Linked DNA regions of Sus scrofa: region 2 is linked to region 1. Evidence: chromatin contacts called from public HiChIP or PLAC-seq data. All regions are on one chromosome and are shown on one strand. The core of a region is the stretch at or near the end of the contact, and the rest is flanking DNA. Distances in the headings are between cores, read along the strand shown.

Region 1 (4,674 bases), core at 1,796-4,295:
ATTTTAAAGAGATAGAAAGATTGTGAATTTCGAGATCTCCTTCTTCCTGTCGCTACCCCAGGCTCATTCAATACCTGGAGGTATTTATACATGCCACTACTAGGTAGTAAAGTGTAGTGGTTAAGAACAATCAGTCTGGAGGGACAGATGGGGGTTGGGGAGGATCTTCAGATCTCATCTGCCACTCACTAGCTGCATAACTTTAAGCAAATTTTTTGCTTGTTTGTTTGTTTGTTTGTTTGCCTTTTCTGGGGCTGCTCCTGTGGCATATGGAGGTTCCCAGGCTAGGGGTCTAATCGGAGCTGTTGCTGCCAGCCTACACCATAGCCACAGCAATGTGGGATCTGAGCCACATCTGCAACCTACACCACAGCTCATGGCAATGCCAAATCCTCAACCCACTGAGTGAGGCCAGGGATAGAACCTGCAACCTCATAGTTCCTAATCTGATTTGTCAACCACTGAGCCACGACGGGAACTCCACCTTAAGCAGATTGCTGAAACACTCTGAGCTCCATTTTCCTCCTCTGCAAAACAGAGATAGTAAATTTCTTCTCCATAATCTCATTGTGAAGTTCAGGGAAATGATGTATGTAAAACTGAGTACAGAGCCGGGAACATAGCACCATAAATGCCAGTTGTTTTTACGTCTCGAGATGGGAGCCTGAATTCTGCTTGAGGACTTGAACATCTGGGACAGTTTCTGTCATCTTTTGTTGGAGGTCCCCCTTTACTCCATTGAGTGCTCTCACAATTTGGTCCTAGTCCCCCAAACATCGTCCATGTCATTCTTCCTGCCAGCAAAAAGTTCTGGTTACCATGATGTGCACTTAACCATGAGCACACCTTTCTGTCTCCATCTCTGGATTCCAGAAATACAAAGGGCCAGTGAGCTTGTCAACAAGAGTGCAAATCTGGAAGGAATGGGCTGTCCGTTGGATGTATTTAGTTGCAAAGTTATGTGGAAAAACAAAATACTGATATTTCAGACACTGTAGAGAGAGAAAGCTCATGGAAGCAAATTTTCCATTCTTTTTATTATTATTTTATTTTGAGGGCCACATATTGGCATATTGAGGTTCTCAGGCTAGGGGTCAAATGCTTATGCCACAGCAACGTGGGATCTGAGCCACGTGTGTGACCTACACCACAGCTCATGGCAACGCCGGATCCTTAACCCACTGAGCAGGGCCAGGGATCAAACCTGCATCCTTATGGCTGCTAAGTCAGATTCATTTCTGCAGAGCCATGACGGGCAGGCCGAGTTTTCAATTCTTACATACAATTGCTTCTATCCTTGGGATATAACAAAACTTTCCGATGGCTTTTTCTCTAAGGAGACAGTGAATGGTCTGACTTTGGGGTGAGGCAGCCTTGGGTTAGCTGCTACTTGGGACTTCTGGCAAGTTATTGAACCCCTATACCCCCTGTTTTCTCCTCTATACAATGGAAATATTAGTAGCATCTCTCTTATCTCATGTTTTGAAGAGTAACTGAGATAATGAATGTAAAGTGTCTAGCACATAGTAAGCACTCATCGAGTACCCTTTCTTGCCAGCATTATCTTAATTATTGCCTAGATCTTGGTGATTCTCAGTGTATGGTCTGCAAAGCAATCAGCCTTCTGTCCAAAGTTGGTAAATAAATGGTGGATGTCATACCTCTGTTGTGAACATCAATATAAAATTAAATTATTCTTTTTGAAGCTCTCATCCCATTCTGTAAGGTCTCTGGTTTGCTCTCCCATGATCCATCCTCAGCCTATGCAAGGATGGTTTCCTCTGGCAGACACTGCTCGTTGCCATCCCAAGTGCTAGTTCCTCTTCTTTCCTGTGAACTGAACATAATTCTGTTCAGGTAGCTATGTTGTTAGCTCCAGGGAAGGAATCATGATCATTGCAAGCCATTTATGGCCACCTGTTTACCTTTGTATTAATTGGTCTAGGAGAGGGTATGTGATTGAGTTCCCAAGGAGATATAAGGGAAAGTCTCCCAATAAAAGGAGAGAGGAATGTGAGGCGAGCCTCATTTTGGCCCCTGCTGTCTTCCTTCTTGTTTTAGGTGCTGTCAGGTGAGCTGCCATTTTGTGACCATGCAGTTATAAGCACGAAAATGACAGAGCAGAAAAATAGAAAGAGTCCAGATTCTTAACAACTTTGCTAAGCTGCCCGATTGACTCTGGGGCTGCTTGCCTGCAAACTTTTTTAGTATACAATAAGTGTTCTTATGATTTGGCCGATTGTGAATCTGGTTTGTTGCTGCTTAATTGATATCCTCCTTTTCTGTTTGCCAAATCTAGAATATGACTGCTATACAAATTCTGCCCAGATATAAAGACATTCAATTCCCATTTTCTTCCTCTACATTTGGGGTAATCAAGTGTCTTTAAATAAATTCTGCACTCGCCATTATAGTGAAACTGCTCTTGAAAAGGTCACCAGTGACTTCTTGATTGACATGTCCAGCAGCTTCATCTAATTTCACTTCCTGCTGAGCCTCTGCTCCATTGGATAGCTCAACCGAGTTCTTATTCTTCAAGTGAGTCCCTTCCTTGACAGATGTCACTTCTCAAAAGACAGCGACTTACTGGTCCCTCTTCTGCTTCGCTGTCTCTTTCTGCTCTTTTAACTATAGGTGAACCCCAACACTCTGCTCTTTGCCTTTTCCTTCTCATCTCTCACTGGATGATTCCCCCAACGGCCTACTCTACTTCCAAGCCTTTGGTTACTGCCCACGGGCACTAGTAGTCCCTACATCCATCCGTGTCTCCAGTGTAGCTTTTTCCTCAGCCCCAGATCCACCTTTCTCTTCAAGCACAGAGCTTGCCCCTAAAACACCATATTTCTAAACTGAATGTCCCCTTCAAATTACTTCTCCTCTGTAACACCCCTCACCACTCATGCTAGTCCTCAGCTGGGAACCTCATAGTCACCCTCAGCAATTCCTTCTCTCCCAGAGTCCAATTAATCACTGAGCATAAAAATGTCTCTATTCTCAGGAATCTGTTGCAGCTTCCTCATGTTCACGGCCATGGCCTCCATTCGTCATCTCTGTATTGCAAAAGCCTCTCACATGCCTCCAATCTCTCCCCTCGCCAATCATCTGCATTGTTATTAGACTGAATTTTTTAAAAGCAAATTGAGTCACATCTCTGGACCTGAAATTTTCCAAGTGGGTGGATGTGAGTGTGACAGTGGTGGGTGGAAAGATCGTATCAGCCCAAACTGCCTTCCAAAGTCCACACTTTACGATATGGCACAGAAGACCCCCTACTTACTCTGGAAACAGAGTGGATATTTTTTCATGTCCTACCATCTCCCCTCCAGTGTCCCTGCATCCTCAACTCGAGCTCCCGGGGACTCCTATGTCCTTCTACCATGTCCTCTAATTAGACTCCAGGTCCCTACTAATGCCCTGCATTCTGAACACCTAGCATTGTCTACTTGTCCCCAAAGTATTCCCTGAGCCTAGGACTAAACCCGAGTTTCTCAGCTTTAGCACTTGAACATTTAGGGTTGAATAGTTCTTTGTTGTGGGGGCTGCCCTGGGCGCTGTAGGATGTTTAGCAGCATCCCCGGGATCTACCTCCAAGATGCCAGTAGCTCCCTTTCCCCTACCATGGCAACAAGAAAAATGTGTCCAAAGACTGCAAAGTGTTCTTTTGTGGACAAAATTGCTCCCTTACCCCCATTGAGAAGCATTGAAAGAGACTGGTTCCCTTTTCATTACCCCCATAGCTTCCTGATCAGAGCACCTGTGGCACTTTGTTGTTGTTGTTGTTGTTGTTGCTTTTTAGGGCTGCACCTGTGGCACATGGAAGCTCCCAAGCTAGGGATCAAATCGGAGCTGCAGCTGCCGGTCTACGCCACAGCCACAGCAATGCCAGATCTGAGCCTTATCCGGGACCTATACCACAGCTCACGGCCACACCATGTCGTTAATCCACTGATTGAAGCCAGGGATGGAATCCGTGTCCTCATGGATGCTAGTTGGGCTTGTTACCTGCTAAGTCACAATAGGAACTCCCCCACGGTACTTTTTAAAATGGCTTGTCTGGCCCTCTCATCTGTTTCAATAGATGGTTATCTCAAAGGGGGTGTCTCCCAGGACCTGGCACTCAACAGGCCTGTAGTGTAGCTTCACAAACATTAGCCCTGCGATGGGCGAGATCTTGCCTGTCTTCTGCCTGGCACCCAGCATGGTGCTAGCACATGATAGGGCTCGATAAATATGTGTTGAGTGAAGGAACAGGTGAAAGATCCCACTCAGACATTCCTTTCTCTGTGAAACTTTTATTAAGTATCTGAGAGAATGTTAGACTCTTTTCATCTCTTCGTCCCCTAATATTTAGGACATGCCCCTGTCCCCTAGCACTTACTAGCTTGGAACAACTTGGTAATGAATGTTTGTGGAAATGCAACTGTGCTCTATCTTCAGGCCTCTTTCTAGAAACAGGAAAACTAGGTCCATGCCTGTGCCCAGGAATCACGTGATGTCTTTCCTTTAAACGACTACACCTGTTTGCCCCTGGCTGCTCTCAGCCAACACCTGCCACACACGCTCATCCATCTTCCTCAGCCGACTTCAAAGAGGACGGTCTCTGAGCTGCTGAGAATTAAGAACCAACTTCCTGGGAGGGGGAGGGAGTGGGAAGGACAGGGAATTTGGGGTTAG
Region 2 (4,855 bases), core at 1,234-3,733, 190 kb before region 1:
CCATAAATCACACATAGATGTATTTTCATGACCTCAGTGAAGTCTCTGAATTTCCATGAGGACCTAAACAGAGGAATTATCCCCAACTGTGTGGGCCTGGGAGCTGATTTGAAGGATGAGTTTTGTAGGTGAGAGAGAAGAGGAGTGAACACTCCAAGCAAAGGGAATAGAATATGCAAAGGTCCTGCGGTGAGAGGAAGCAAGGCACTTGTGCAGAACTGGGACAGAGAGTTAAAAACAAGGTAGAAGTTGGCAAGGGGCCAATGTTCAGGGCTTGTACCTGAGATAAGAGTTCCAGTCTTCATTCCAAAAACAGGGAGATGCCATTGAAAAGTTTAACCTGGGGGTGGAGATGGGTGTGATCAGCTTGGTTGTTGGTACAGTCAAGGGCAGATGGGAGATCCTGCTGGGGAGTCTTTCCAGGCTTGGGTGAACTGGTTAGGCTGGGAGGGTGTGGATTGGGTGGGATGCAGAATTGGTCCCAGGGGCTGGAGTGGGGTCAGACAACTGTTCTGTTCTGCTTCTTGAAAGGGAGATAATCCTGCTTGCAGACCTCCTGTGTGGGGCAGAGGACCTTATAAGTAGGGAAGGTAGAGAGATCGTCACCGACTGTAGATAAAAGCTTTGGACCTGGAGTCAGACCGATCTAGTTTTACTGTTTACTAGCTATGAGAACCAGCTACCTGTACATGCCAGGCAGGTTTTCAGCTTCTCTGAGCCTCTTTCCTTATTTCTAACATAAAGATAGTAATAGTAATAAATGTGTTGTTTTTGTCTGCCTATCATCCCTTTGTGATTAGGAAATTACCACCACTGTGTTTCTGGTGGGACTGTTGATCACTCTGCCCTTCCTACCTCTTGGGCACATAGTTGAGACCCATCCAATCACTGTGCCTCCTCTCCCTGTCCCCAGGGATTGGTCTGAAGGACCCAAGCAGGGTCAGTCAGAGTACCTCAGTGGAGTCTGATATGGGGCTGCTGGAGGAAAGGATCTTTCTTGGTTTTAAATTATGAGTCACAAGACCATAGACCTGACCTACTGGTGTCCAATTTTCTTGAGGGAAAAAATCAAGAAGATGAGTAGGGGAGGGAGAGAAGGAGAGTGAAAACTTTGAGATCCTGGATGCAGCAGTTCCTGAAGCCCACAGCACCTCTTGCACTTCTCATTTAAGGAGCCCATCAGTGCCCATTAGGGCTTAAACCAATTTAAGTTGGGTTTTGACCTCCTGATGGATGTGTTATGTATGACCAATGAACCATGTCATTGGGTTATTGGGAAGGTTAATTTAGGTAAAGGACCAAAAGGAAATGTGAAGTACTCAGCATAAAGAGTGCTCAGTAATCATCAGCAAGGGTTATTGTTTAAGTAACAATTCAAGCTGTAGAATATGTAACTGGAGTGTGTGCTGCTTCTCACCTCTGGTATGTGGCCTCATATTACCCCACAAAGGGCTACACACCACCTTAACGATCCTGTGTAAAAGCCTCAGATAGTGACTCAATCTCCCTTCCCTACCTCCCCATCACCCTCCAAAATGTGTGACTCCTATGTCCCTGGGGCTCTCCTGAAATCACAGTTGTAGAAACAGGAGAACACAATGACCTAAAGGATGTGACCATGTTTAGATCTAATTTAAGGACAGCAGTTCCCTCCTACTCCATGGTAGTTGATTTCCCATTACCATTTTTTACAGAGGGTATCAGTTGTCTATTTCTGTATAACAAACAAGCCCAAAACTTAATCGCTTAAAACAACCAGAGATTTATTATCACCTGACTTCCGTGGATCAGGGAGGCAACAACAGCTTCCCTTGGTAGTTCTAACTAAAGATCTCTCAAGAGGCTGCAGGCAATACATCAGCCAGGACTACTTTCATCTGAAGGCCTGACTGAAGCTGGAGGATCCACATCCCAGATGGCTTAACTGTCTGGCTCTTAGAACAAGACTTTAGGTCCTGGCCACATGAACCTCTCCACAGAGCTGCTAGAGTGTCCTCCTGATGTGGCAGCTGGCTTCCCCCAGAGTGAGTGATCCAAGAGAGAGGAAGAAGGAAGTTTCAATATCTTTTATGACCTAATCTTGGAAATCACAAACCTTATTTCTGCAATATTCTATTGACTAGAGTTCAGCCCTATTTGCATGGGAGAGGGTTATTCAAGGGTGTGAATACTGGGAGTTAGGGGTCATTGGGAGCTGTCCAGGAGGTTGGCTGCCATACTTGTGAGGGGAACAGTGCTATTCTTAACTTTCATCAAAGTTTCTTCTGGGTCTGCTGGGACTTTTCACCAAGGAGGACTTCAGATGCTCAGGATAACATGGCATTTCTGAGGCACTAAAAAACACCCCTTCCAACAACTTGAGCTTGAAAGAGCTTTTTTTTTTTTTTTTCCCCCAGAGCTTGCAAAGAGCTCCTTAAATAAACTAGTGAAATGACTAAACTAATTTGCTGGTCTGTAATTTCCTGGCATGTCTGGAGATTTCCTAATAAATACTGGCTTCAGGCTGGCAACCTGCCAGCATTACAGCCCTCTCCTGAGCGACAAACAAGGGATGTGTAAAGCGTCTCGGAGGGTTGGGAAGATTGATACTTCTCAGGGGAAAATGCTGGACCCGGAGGCTGGAGGTTTTGGTGTGGAGCTACCCTCACTCCCTCTTACCGTCATATTTTGAGTGACACTCTTTCCTCTCCTTGCCTCAGTTTCTCCCTCTGGGCAAAGTGGTGATTACCCTGGTCTTCCCCGACTCCCAAAGCTCTTACTAGGTTTGAACGAGCTGATGTCAAGTTTCCAAGAGGGGATCCATGGGCTGTTAACCCCAAAAGGTGTTCTGTGTTGGAGCGAGCATGTGCTACTGTGCTAAGCAAGTTCCAGCCGTCTCCTGCCTTCCTTGACCACAGGCAGGGTCAGCTCCATGGGCATGCTGATTGGGCAGCCACACAGGGCCCCGGGCTCAGAGGGGCCCTGTCCTTTTGAGTTTCATGCCTTGCTGTCGCTGTCTTGAAATTTTTTTTTTAAGGACCCCACCTGAGACATATGGAAGTTCCCGGGCTAGGGGTCAGATCAGAGCTAGAGCTGCTGGCCTACACCACAGCCACTGCAACGAGGGATCCAAGCCACATCGGCGACCTGTGCTGCAGCTTGCAGCAAGGCCAGATCCTTAACCCACCAAGTGAGGCCAGGAATCAAACCCACATCCTCACAGAGACAATGTTGGGTCCTTGACCCCCAGAGCCACAATGGGAACTCTTAGCTGATGTAATTTAATACCTGCTTTCCCCAAAGGGTTGCATAGCTGCTGAAACAGGGTGTCATTTAGCCCCTACTGTCTACTGCTGAAATCCCAGTCCCAGGGTCATGCCTGGAACAGACTCCACGGACACTTGTTGAAGGAAGGAATCTCCAAGAGGGGCTTCCCACAGAACACCTACCCTCTCTTCTCTTCTCTAGAGACTGTTATGCAATCAGCGTTCCACAGAGCACACACTTAGGAAACGCCAAGCTCTGAGCAGCGATGCACCCTTGGGGTGTGTGTGTGGAGTGAGGGTAGGGCAGCAGAGGTACACACAGCCCTCTGAGGGGTCCTTTCCCTTCCTCTTTGTCTGTTGAGGCCCCCTCCTTTAGGCTCACCTGACGTTGTGGGCAGAGCACAGGACACCCCAGAGACTCCTGCGCCCCCTCGCCAAGTCTGGGCCCATAACTCACTCCTCCTCCCCAACCTCTCTTATCCTTAATTGGGCCAATCTGTCCCCCTGACACTGAGCTCTGCTCCGTTTTCTGCGCAAAGCCCTCTCTTGTCAGTTGACAGATACTCAGCTGTCGCTAGCACATTTTTCAATTTGTACTCTTGCAGTGATTTCCCAGCCAGGTTTCAGCTTTTTAAAAGCTACTTAACTTTGTAGTTTCCCAAGATTTTCCTTACCTGCCACGACTCCTCTCCACCCCCTCTCCCCAGCATCCTGGGGGGGGGGCAGGGGCGGGGCGCTGAAGCCCTACAGTCTTGTGGGACCCTCTAAGGAAGCCTGATTCCTTCAGCTGTGGGGACGATCTTGATGTCCCAATTCAGGCTCCTCCCCGAGCTGGTTCTGGGAGAAGGGCACGGGTGCAGTAGGTGATTTGGGGAAGTGATCCAGGAAGCAGGCGTGAGGGAGAGTGGGGGAGGGAAAGGAGAAGGTGCCTTAGCTTCTGGGTACCCACTGGGTAACCTGCAGGAAACCCTAGGAATGGACCTTTGCATTGTCCCTTTGGGGTGGGGGGAATCTGGGCATTTAGCCACTGGCTGCCACCCCCATTGTTGGCGGGGTGTCCCTGGGAAAATGAATTTCCCTGCCCTTCTCTCTCTGCCTGTGCAACCAGACGGCAGTTCCTGGCTCTGGAGGAACGATGATTTGTGCCCGAGGTGAGATTTGGGGAACATCTGTGGAAATTTCCATCAGAGCTATGACTTGTGTACAAGGACGTTCTCTATGGCCAGTGACACATGCATGATGCCCTAGAGTTGACCTGTCTCTTGGGCTGTCAACTCCTTCATTTATTTATTTTCTTTTTAAGCCTCTATTAGAAAGGCATTTTGCTACTGCCTTTGGGGCAGGCTGCAGCCAGCTGACGCCACTACCAGAGGGCCCTTTGGGTCTCCAGAGGGAAAGGGACATCACCCAAACAGTTCCATGGTGGTTTTCCTGGGGATCAGTCTATTGAGAGGAAGGTGTGGACATTCTCAGAGAAGATGAAGGAATGAGACCCCCTGTGACTTGGGAAGCCGGTGGCTGCATCTGGGTGGTGTCCTCATTGCAAAATGAAAGCAAAGGAGTTCCTGTGTCCCTCAGCAGTCCCTTGGTGTTGTCAGTGCTGTGGCTTG

What was found. HiChIP or PLAC-seq counts read pairs in DNA pulled down with a chosen protein or histone mark.
Region 2: an H3K27ac HiChIP or PLAC-seq map of alveolar macrophages shows a contact between it and region 1. The contact joins two enhancer-like sites. A contact is called at or near these places in 2 of 5 promoter capture datasets (fetal liver and liver), 1 of 47 Hi-C or Micro-C datasets (fetal heart ventricle) and 1 of 2 datasets of contacts at active chromatin or transcription factors (alveolar macrophages).

What each region holds. Positions count from the first base shown.
Region 1 is chr13:53,827,027-53,831,700 of Sscrofa11.1, reverse strand. No RefSeq gene overlaps it. Among named protein-coding and RNA genes, the nearest start is that of RYBP, 20 kb to the right of the region's middle. Within about 2 kb of position 3,045, at least 4 of the 83 cell types and tissues checked have an H3K27ac peak or open chromatin away from gene starts, as enhancers often do. A contact at or near this core is called in alveolar macrophages, where this site is marked.
Region 2 is chr13:54,017,174-54,022,028 of Sscrofa11.1, reverse strand. No RefSeq gene overlaps it. Among named protein-coding and RNA genes, the nearest start is that of SHQ1, 160 kb to the left of the region's middle. Within about 2 kb of position 2,483, at least 3 of the 83 cell types and tissues checked have an H3K27ac peak or open chromatin away from gene starts, as enhancers often do. A contact at or near this core is called in alveolar macrophages, where this site is marked.